Linked DNA regions of Mus musculus: region 2 is linked to region 1. Evidence: chromatin contacts called from public promoter capture Hi-C data. All regions are on one chromosome and are shown on one strand. Each heading gives the region's core, a stretch centred on a gene start, on an enhancer-like site or on the middle of the called end of the contact. The rest is flanking DNA. Distances are from core to core; before and after follow the strand shown.

The links. Promoter capture Hi-C pulls out the DNA fragments that hold promoters and counts their contacts.
Region 2: a promoter capture Hi-C map of liver shows a contact between it and region 1, with 8 times the contacts expected there. The contact joins the promoter of 4930402H24Rik here to the promoter of Mertk in region 1. A contact is called at or near these places in 1 of 39 promoter capture datasets (liver) and 1 of 115 datasets of contacts at active chromatin or transcription factors (astrocytes).

Annotation. Positions count from the first base shown.
Region 1 is chr2:128,696,215-128,701,227 of GRCm38.p6, reverse strand. It overlaps Mertk (MER proto-oncogene tyrosine kinase), which reads right to left and starts at 2,313. Exons shown (of 19, transcript NM_008587.2): 1 at 2,125-2,313. The coding sequence starts at 2,182. Gm39931 (a long non-coding RNA gene) reads left to right here and starts at 2,726. Exons shown (of 5, transcript XR_001783466.2): 1 at 2,726-2,814; 2 at 3,312-3,413.
Region 2 is chr2:130,838,012-130,843,147 of GRCm38.p6, reverse strand. 4930402H24Rik (RIKEN cDNA 4930402H24 gene) reads left to right here and starts at 3,003. Exons shown (of 37, transcript NM_029432.2): 1 at 3,003-3,184. The coding sequence starts at 3,102.

The DNA of each region.
Region 1 (5,013 bases), core at 1,064-3,563:
ACTTAGAGTTCTTGGAAAAAATGTTTATAATAAGTTGGAATGTTTGTTTTTAGTGTCAATTTAAGAAATCGACCATTTTAGCTGGGCGGTGGTGGCCCATGCCTTTAATCCCAGCACTTGGGAGGCAGAGGCAGGCAAATTTCTGAATTCGAGGCCAGGCTGGTCTACAGAGTGAGTTCCAGGACAGCCAGGGCTGCACAGAGAAACCCTGTCTCGAAAAACCAAAAACCAAAAATTAAAAAAATCGACCATTTTAAAAGCCGGGTTTGTTCTCAGGGTTCACACATCTTAGTCACAGATGAAGTCACCAGACTGGCTTCATTTTTATGCACTTTCAAACTTCTCCTTCATCCTCTTTCCCTATCTGACCCTCCCTAGGGACACTGTGTGCCCCTTATACAGCTCGGTCGCCCCCTTTCCCTCCTCCCCCCACACCGTGGTCCAAATCAGGGGCCAAGCAGAGAGGAAAGACTGGGACTCCTGAAACACGTTCTCAGCAGCTCCAATTCAGGTAGAAAAAAATTGAGAAACTTTCATTCTTTCTCAGCGTGCATTTTAAGCCTTTCTACGGTTGTCTATGTCTGTCAGCTACAGAACTTCATCACACGTTTTCAAAACTTAGAAAATAAAGCATAGCAGGGCAGTGGTGGCACTCGCTCACCTTTAATCCCAGCACTTGGGAGGCAGAAGCAGGCGGATTTCTGAGTTCAAGGCCAGGCTGGTCTACAGAGTGAGTTCCAGGACAGCCAGGGCTACACGGAGAAGCCCTGTCTCGAAAACAAACAAACAAACAAACAAACAAAAACAAAAAGAAAATAAAGCATAGATTTAAAAATATCAAACAAAAGCTTTGGTTCCTATCACTCTTCCCATGCTTATGACAGTCACAGCCTCCAAAATGACGCGTGGCCTGCTAGGGCTAGTAGCAAAAGTATACCCGACTTTCAGCGGATTATTAAGAACAGTCCTGGCAGAAAGGCTGAGGAACTTTTGAGGGTTTAGTAATGGAGAATAGAGTGGTCTCAGTTCTTAGCTCGTTTTTTGGCTGTTGATGTTTGTTGCAAATTGTCACGTTGCCTCAAACTACAAATTGCTTATGTAATTTAATGTGCAAGGAAAGAATTGTTTAAAAAAGAAAAAGAAAAGAAAAGGAAAGAAAAGAAAAAAAAGCTCATTTGAGCAAATGAACTTTGAGAGGAAAAATGAGGTTTGTAGCTAAACCATAAACCAAACTTTCCTTAAAAGACAAACTTTAGTCTACCAGATTCAAGATCAAAGAGACAAAATTACACTCCGAATAGAAACAGATCTTTTAGGGCAGGAGCAATACCTGAAGGAACAATACCTGAAATGTGCTTGCTTATAGTAGTCTTCCAACCCCTCCTGCGTCTATTTCTTTTTGGAAAAACCTTGTTTTGTTTTCCCCCCAGCAGCTTCTTTACAAAGTGCCTCAGTGTCATCTGTTGGAGGAACCTGCCATACTTGTTTGCGCTAATCAATCCAGCATGTCAAATTGAACCGCTTGTGAGAGCACTTGTGGTCTGAGCACTTGTTTGTGCTACCCAAACAAAAAAGATTCCGCTCCACAGTAATAATAGTGAAAGGACCGTATCGTCCCCCTCGGCTTTTTGCAGGCTTCTTACACTCACAGACAGGCTGTCCCTACAAAGGAGGGCTAACACAATGTTCAGCAGAGCCCAGGGGAGAAGCCAGAACTAGTCTTTCCCTGGCGGGACACCTAGCCTCCAAGCAACGCCACGCGCTAACGGTGACATCCAACTTTTGCAGCTACTTATTGGTTCACGGCGTGGAATTACCTTGGAATCCTCGGTCTATGATTCGCAGAAACCCCGCCAAAGCTCGGCAAGGCTAGACAGTGTTGAGGGTAAAGTTCTTGGTGCATGCCACGCCAGACCTGAGTTGCATTTCTTAAAGGCTCAAACTTCGCTGCTCCCAGAGCGCCCAACCGGGCTTGAGGTCTTTCTCTGTGGTAATGGGAAGCTCTCGGTTCCCATCGGTTCTACTAAGACGTGCACCCCAAGACCCGGCTAGGGAGCCCCCATAACCCTCTACGGCTCGCTGGAATGAGTAGCAGCTCCCGGAGACCCTGCAACCTGCACTCACCTCCACTCCAGAGCGCGGGTAGCAGCAGCAGCCCCAGTAGCAGTGGGGCCAGAACCATCGCGGGGCCGCGGATCTGGCAGTTCTCTCCGGACAGATGCACGTATCCACCAACGTCCCAAACTCGCCAGTCGCCGAGGGCGCGTGCGAAGCGCCTCAGTCCCGGCCGCCCGGGCAGCAGGCGCCAGAGTGGCAGTGCGGAGTTGGGGATCGCAGGAGTCCTAAGTTAGAAGAGGCGGGCCCAGGGCTCAGGCCCGGGAGGGGCCAGCAGGTTGGAGTGGACAGGGGCGGGAAGGGGGAAGGGCAAAGAGAGCAAAGAAGGATGGAACTGGAGGAGGGGGCGGGAAGGGGAGGATCCAAGGACAAGCCCTAGGGAGGGTGGAGGGGCGGGGCAGAATGGAACTTGGGTCAACTCCAGCAGGTTAACCCCTGGCTTGAGTGTGTAGGAAATCTGGAAGGGAGGTGCTGGAGGAGATGGAACAGAGCTAAGGAGGGCCACCATCTTGAGCTAAAAGGACCGAGAGACGGAGAGGAAGGGGAGGGGGCTAAGAAAGAAAATAATCGGGAGGATGATCTCTGGCTACTTGGTTACATCAGAGGAATCTCACTCTGTATGGGTAGGTAGAAGGGATTGGAAAGGGTAGAGGCCGAATTTAGTGGAGAGCGACGGATGCAACTCCAAGACCTTTAAAGGTTAGTGGGTCCAGCTGCTTTGGAGGGGCAGCGATTCTGCAGTTCAGGCTCTACTGGCATAAGAGGTCCTAGCAGCTGCATTCCAGAGGCTGTGGCCGCCGTGGCAGCACACCCTGCTTGCCAGGTCCTCCCCCTGGCTACTGAAACGGAGTGCAAGAGCGGACCCTGGCGTCAAGATCTTGCAACCTCCACCCCAGAGGTTAGCTCGGGGAGAACTAAGCCGAATCCTGTAAGGAAAGAGTTTGAAACAGGGATGGAAGAAAGTGCTGTTACAGGAAAGGGTGGGAGGCCCAAACCACGGCATCAGATTGTGAATCTCAAAGAAACGGAAGGCGTATGAGGCTTTCTTAAAGGAAATAGAATGATTTGTTTTTCTTTGGAGATAAGATCACATTAGAGCCCAGAGTAAACCACCCTGATAAATTTAAAGTATTTATTACTGAAACTGAGGACAGACCCATACGCACTGTGATACAATAAGCTCCTTGCATCTCTAGCCCTGCAGGAGGACATCAAACCAGAAGCGCTGGATTAAACAGACCCTTGATTGGTGCTTGATGTGAAAGAGCCCAGTTTACTGTGGATGGTGCCATTCCCGGGTAGGTCATTCAGGGATGCATAAGAAAGCAAGCTGAGCAAGCCAGTAAGCAGTTCCTCTATGGTTTGTGCTTAAGTTCTGGCCTCCAGGTTCCTGCCTCGAATTCCTGTTCTGACTTTCCTTCATGATGCATTTCAACTGTAAGCTGAAATAAATTCCCAAGTAGCTTTTGGTCATCACAACAATAGAAATCTACGTAGGACAGACAGGGTCTTGCTATGCTACCTAGGCTGGACTTGAATTCCTGGTTGTGCAAATATTCCAGCCTTCTTAGTAGCTAGAACTGCACGTGTGTGCCACTAGGACTTGCTTAAATCTCACTTTTTTTTTTTCTTTTAAAGGCAAGGTCTAACTATTTAGCCCTAGCTGGAATGGAATTCACTATGTAAACCAGACTGGCCTCAAACTCACAGAGATCTATCTGCTCTGACTTCCATGTGCTAGATAGAATTAAAGGTGTGTGCTACCATGTTCAACACAAATGTGACTTTTTTTCTTTCTGGTTAATTACTTTAGTTTTATGTGTATGGGTGTTTTGACTGCATTCATGTGTATGCTGGGGTACCCATGGAGGTCTGAAGAGGGTGTTGGGTCTCCTAGAATGTAGTTGCAGATACTTGTGAGCTACCAGTTGGGTACTGTGAATTTAACACTGGTCCTCTGCAAGAGCAACAAGTGCTCTTAAGCACTGAGCCAACTTTCCAGCCGCAAATCTGTCTTTGTTAATGGGGCCTCCCTTGTACAGTACTGTTTTATAGGCTACTACCAATGCAGTAGGAATGAAGCACTGGCCATTTTATTAGATTCATAGATTTGGACAGAGGAAATGGATTGTCTTTTCTCTGTGGCCTCTCTGTCTGTGACCTTGAGTATCTAGCACCTGGAGTGACCCCAGCGGGAAGGGACCTGAGAATCTGTGGCCTGGCTTTGTACATCTGCAGTACTGGAACACAGCCATCATAGGCAATATTATCTCTGTGGTTTTGTGCTGAAGTGGCAGAGCAGAATAGTCGTTACAGAGATTGTATGGTTCACAAAGCCATATAATCCAGCCCTTTACATAACCAGCCAAGCCCTGAACTAAAGGTTAGTTCATTTACATAGCTGCTGCCTGCACTGGCATGATTTGGAGACAAGGACTTTGGACCAAAGGATCTAGACAAGCTTAGAGGAAGTCTGGCATGGGAGCTCAGAGCTCCAAGAGTGAGCAATCCAGTGAGCAAGGTAGACCGCTGCTGTGTGGTGCTGAGTGACCTAGCCAGAGGTCAAGTGGCTCTCAGGGTGAAAGCAATGTCAAGCCATACTTGAAGCCGCACACCATAAACTCTTCATGAGAGATGTGTCAAAGAGCTTGCAGTTATGCTTGCACACCTCCACAAACATGCAAACAGAGCTAAAATTTAAAAGCTGCATGCCGGCATATAGCGTTACTTACTATACATCCAAATGAAATTGTAATTTTATCACTGCATTTCTTTTTACCAAACTATGTGAAGAGAAATGTGAGAAAAAATAGAATCAGACTCTATTTTCTATATCTATTTCCATGTTTGTAGAGTACCCAGTGGACAGCATTCATGCAATTTTAGCAGGGCAACAAT
Region 2 (5,136 bases), core at 1,754-4,253, 2.1 Mb before region 1:
GGGAGTTGGGCAATGACAGGAATGGCTGGGGAAAGAGGCTGGCTGTCACAGAATGGGTCATCCTAGCTACTTAACTATTGAACTCCTTAGCTGAAGTTACCTTTTGATGAGCATTTACATGGGACACAATTGTTGGGGTGTGGTGTCCTATTTTAATCCCAGCACTTGGGAGGTAGAGGCTGGTGGATCTCTGAATTCCAGGCCAGCCTAATCTACAGAGCAAGTTCCAGGACAGTCAGGGCTACACAGAGAAACCTGTCTCAATGAAAAAAAAAAAAAATCACGCCGGACATGGTGGCACACGCCTTTAATCCCAGCACTCAGGAGGCAGAGGCAGGTGGATTTCTGATTTCGAGGCCAGCCTGGTCTTACAAAGTGAGTTCCAGGACAGCCAGGGCTTTACAGAGAAACTGTGTCTCAAAAAACAAAACAAAACAAAAAAATTCATGAGATATAATTATCTTCAATTTTTTTGTGCATTTGGAGAGAGCTATCCAAATACTTCTCCAGATGCCTTTCTCTTCAGTTTTTCTTTCAACCATGCTCTTTCCACACCCCTATCTAGCTGCTCATTGGCTGCAGACCACAATTCAGTAAACAGTGGCACATCTGGTTACTTCTTCTTATGTTGGGTTCGGGGTAGAAGCTGCGAAAACTCACTTCAGAGACAGAAGCTTAAACATGAAAGCTTTATTCTCTGAGTGCCCAGAGAAGTGGCCAGCTCAGGATGTAAACTTTGTCCTGAAGGGAGACCGTACAATGTTTTTCAAAAATGGGAACATAAATTGAGGGGGGAGCTGAGTGGGGCTGCAGTGTTATCCAGTTGTACTCTGACATTACGGGTTAAGTAAGGGAGTACCCCTTGGAGACTGGGCTGTATCCAGGGCACCTGGCTTCAAGGTTCTTAATTCATTTTCCTAGACGTTAGGTCTGGAGCTCAGAGTGGTAAGAGGACAAAGGAGTGGGTCAGCTGCGTGTAGTTAATTAGGGCATAACAGACAACTGGTTATGTGTTTTTCCAACTTATGCACCTTGGTTCAGATAACAGCGATTTCTATATTCTATATTCAGTTAAGAGACAATTAAGAAGACATTTGGAGAGAAGTGGGGTGCGTGTGTGTTCCTAAGCCTGGGAACATGAACTTGTTACACCTGGCCAATAAGATCAGTTTTCAATCAGTTTTGCAGACACAGCTTTTTTTTTTCCAGGAATTCTCATTTACACTATTTCTCTCCAATAGCACATGAAAAAATGACCATAAGGAAACTACAGCCTCATATCCAGTAAGATGACTACGATCCAAAGATAGATATTAAATGTTTGGAAACGCGTGGAACAATTGGGACTCTCTCACCTAGGTAATGTGAATATAAATGGTGCAGCTTTTTTGGAAAACAAAAAGATGCCTCAAATTATTAAACACAGACTTTCAGTATAATCAAGCAGTACACTTCTAGGAGTATACTACATATACAGGAGAATTAAAAACATGTCTACACAAAAACTTTCGGTATTTGGTCATATTGGCATTAAGCTAAGGCACAGAAAGTGTGGAAAAAAGCTTCTATATTCATTAACTGATAAATGAATACAAAAGATGTGATATCTGCATACCACGACATTGGCCAAGCAACCAAAGGCACACAATTTTGTTCTGTGCTACAAATTGTAGTAGCCTTCCATCTGGACATGATGATGCAGGCCTGTAATCTCAGAATTTAGGAGGTTGAAGCAAGAGTTCAAGGGTTCAAGTTCAGGGGTTCAAGGTCAGCCTAGGCTACATAAAACATACCAAATGGAGGAGGAAGGAAGAAGGTGAATATCACATTTGCTTGTAGAGAAAAGATGTATTCTCAAAGCTGATTAACAGAGCTGGAGATGTATATAATGACTGGGTGCGTAAAAGCTCGAGGTGTTTCAATAAATTGACTGTTTAGCAATTTACAGTCTCCTGGCTGTTAACAGTGGTCTACAGAACAAAGCAGCTAAGAAAGGCTCTTTCATTCGGAAGCCTGGTCATTGCGCTGCTGATTGGGCTGCTGTCAATGATTAGCTGGGTTTCAGAAGCTGTTGATAACTGGCTGATTTGGAAGCCCCTGAAGAGAGGCTGTCTCTGATTGGCTGATTTTCAGATACTGTGTTGGTTACCTCTAAACAATGGTTACACATTCACGAGTTGGGTCTGAAGGCAAAATTTTATTTTCCTTTAAGTATAAAAATAAGCATTTTAGTTCCTTCTCTTTTTCAAACCTGCAAGAGATACCTTGGGGATTGTTAAAATCTTTATGAGTGGAAGAAGGATTTTTTTCAGCCAGTACTATTTATAAATAATTCAAAGGCTGATCATTGTAGCAGGGAAACTAGTCTTGTGGTGTTATAATTTACCATGAAAAGATGAATTTAGGACACGTAGGACATCTTGACAAGGTCGATATGTGATGCTAAAGTAGACCTTGTATATAGTAAGCAACTCTCCACTTTATGCAGGAAGGAACTTGGGCTCTGAGATTTTTTCTGGCCCACCGACCCACAGCTGGAAACAATTCTATCCAGACTCTGAACTGCAAAGGCAGGCGTCTCCTGGGATACTGTGAGCACACTGATGCCAGTGCTCTCAACAGGCCGCATCGCTAAGGGGCCGAACGTTCCAAGGATGGATAGGCAACTGATGTGAAACAGATAACTGTAGCCAGGCAGCGGTCCAGGACACCTAGAGATAAAGCCAAATACAGACCAGAAGAAGCCTAGCCCGGCCCTCGCGGGAGCGAGACCCCGCCCCGGGCGCGTCCGCGAGCGTGGCTGTAGCTCCCGCAGAACCCTCACCGCACTGAGAGACCTTAGGGCCCGGAGGTGTGGTGTCCCGGAGCCTGCGCCTGGCGGCCCGCACCCCAAGTCCGTCTGGCTCCTCCGCAGCACGGTGCGGCGCTGGGCCGGACTCACACTGACGCCCCCGCTGCGCGCGCTCCCGCCCCGCCCCCGCGTGCCCGCGCGCGCCGACCCCGCCCCCTTGGCGCACCCTCGCTCCGCCCTGCCGCTGGCCCGCAGCGGTGCCGGCCCCAGCGACCCTCCGCGGCCCCCAGGTCCTACGCCGCCAGCCTCCATGGACTCGTTCGACCCCCAGCAGCTGGGGCTGTCCCCCGCGCGCTTCGCTGGCACCTTTGGCAGTGGGGCGGCCTCCGTCAGGTATGCCGCGTCGAGACAGCCGAGGGTGGCCCGGGATGCGCCTTGGGGCGGCTACGCCTCGGGCGGCAGGGCGTGGTCTGATATGGCTTCCTTGCGGAGGATTGTTTCAAACGGCTCTGAGAAGAACGTTTGCCCAGGGACAGGCGGCCTTCTGGAGGGACCCTGCTATGTCTGTAGCTCGACAACCCACTGCGGTTTCCGGGAAGACCCCATTGTGACATCCCCACCCCATGGACCGGTTTTCCCTTAAACCTTCCCCACCGACAGCCCACCGCTAGAGGCCCTGTGTTCACGCGAGTGGAGCTCCCGAAACTGCCGCGTAAACCCCTTTGCTCCTAGGTGTCCAGACCCTTTGCCCCAGACTGCCGCTCGATTATAGAGTTTCCAGTCCCCTGCGTGTACAGGGAACTCCGCTCACCTGTCCCTGGCCACTGCATCCAACCCCTTTCCCTTGGGGAGCACCTGTTTCAGGGGCTTGAAGGTCATTGGGGGCGCAGGAAGAAAAAGGAAACTGGATGGAGAGGGAAAAGGAGGCTCGGAACCCCCCAGAGCGGCTGACACTAGGTTCGTGATAAGGAGTGCGGGTGGACTGGAAGGGGAGTTGATATTAGGGAGTGCTGCCCTGCCCTTTTCCATACAGAAGATCTGTTTCCAATTTCTGCTCTCTGTCTTTGGGGCTGACCTTGATAGCCGTCCGGGCTTTGTTTGTGAAGGAGCTAGTATGCGGCTGCCAGAGAAACGCGGAGGTTGGAGTGGTGGAGGTGTTGCAGTAGGAGCCTATAAGAAAGGGAAGGGAGGAGTCATTGGGGTTTGGGTACTGCTAACCTGTCATTAAACCAGAAGAGGCCTTTTTTGTTTGCTTACTTGCAGCCATTTGGCAAAGCAATATGCTATTGTTCCCTTGAGTGGGGGTTGTCAACTAATATTAGAATAGCTTATCCTATTTTCTGTCTTTTTTTTTTTTTTTAATTGAGACCGGGTCTCACTGTAGACCAGGCTGACCTTGAACCCGAAAAGATCCACCTGCCTCTGCCTCCTGAATGCTGAGTCTGTGCCACCGTGTCTGGCCGGCTTTTTCTGTGTTCTTGATTGAGTGTTGTATTGTGTTCTCTCTCTCTCTCTCTCTCTCTCTCCTCTCTCATGTCTGTCTCTCTCTTCTCTCTCTCTCTGTCTGTGTGTGTGTGTTTCTTTCTAGTATTGAGGGTCAAATCCCAATACATTGCTTTTGCTGGACAAGTGCTATAGCACATCTAGCCTTGTGTTTTGTAGAGTTTTGTTGTCTTTTATCAAAACTATGAAGAATGAAAATGACTTTTTTTTTCCTAAGACAGAGACTCACTTTGTAGGCCTGACTGGTTTTGAACTCACAGATCCACTTGCTTCTCAGTGCTGGGATTAAAGATATGAGCCACTTTGCTTGGCTTCTTTTTTATTTTTAAATTGTGTCTGTGTTTGTGTGTGTAGATGCATGTATTGTGTGTGTGTATGTGTTTTATGTGTGTGTATTGTGTGTGTATATATGTAGTGTGTATGTATATGTGAGAGAGAGAGACTCACTGTGCTTGCCACTGGGAGTATGAAGGTCAGAGGACACCTTGCCAGGAGTCTTTTCTTCCCTTTCTCCTATGTGGGTCACCAGGATTGGACTCAGCCAGGTCTCTTGGCAGCCAAGTGCCTTTACCCACTGAGCCATTCTGCAGGCCCCAAAACTAATTCTCATTCTTCATTTCTCAGGACTCCTTCATATACTCTGGCAATGTGTTTATTGAATGACTAAGCCGTGAAGGAAGAAAAGCAATGAGATAGTAATGAAACAATGCATCTGGGAGACCTGGTTTGCTTCTACTTTGACACTGTGTGGATTTCTCTGCCCCCAACAGGAATTCTTTCTGGGGTTTACAGTTTGTAGTGTGTAGCTGCTCATGGGAACAGTCTCCATCCTTTCTCAATCC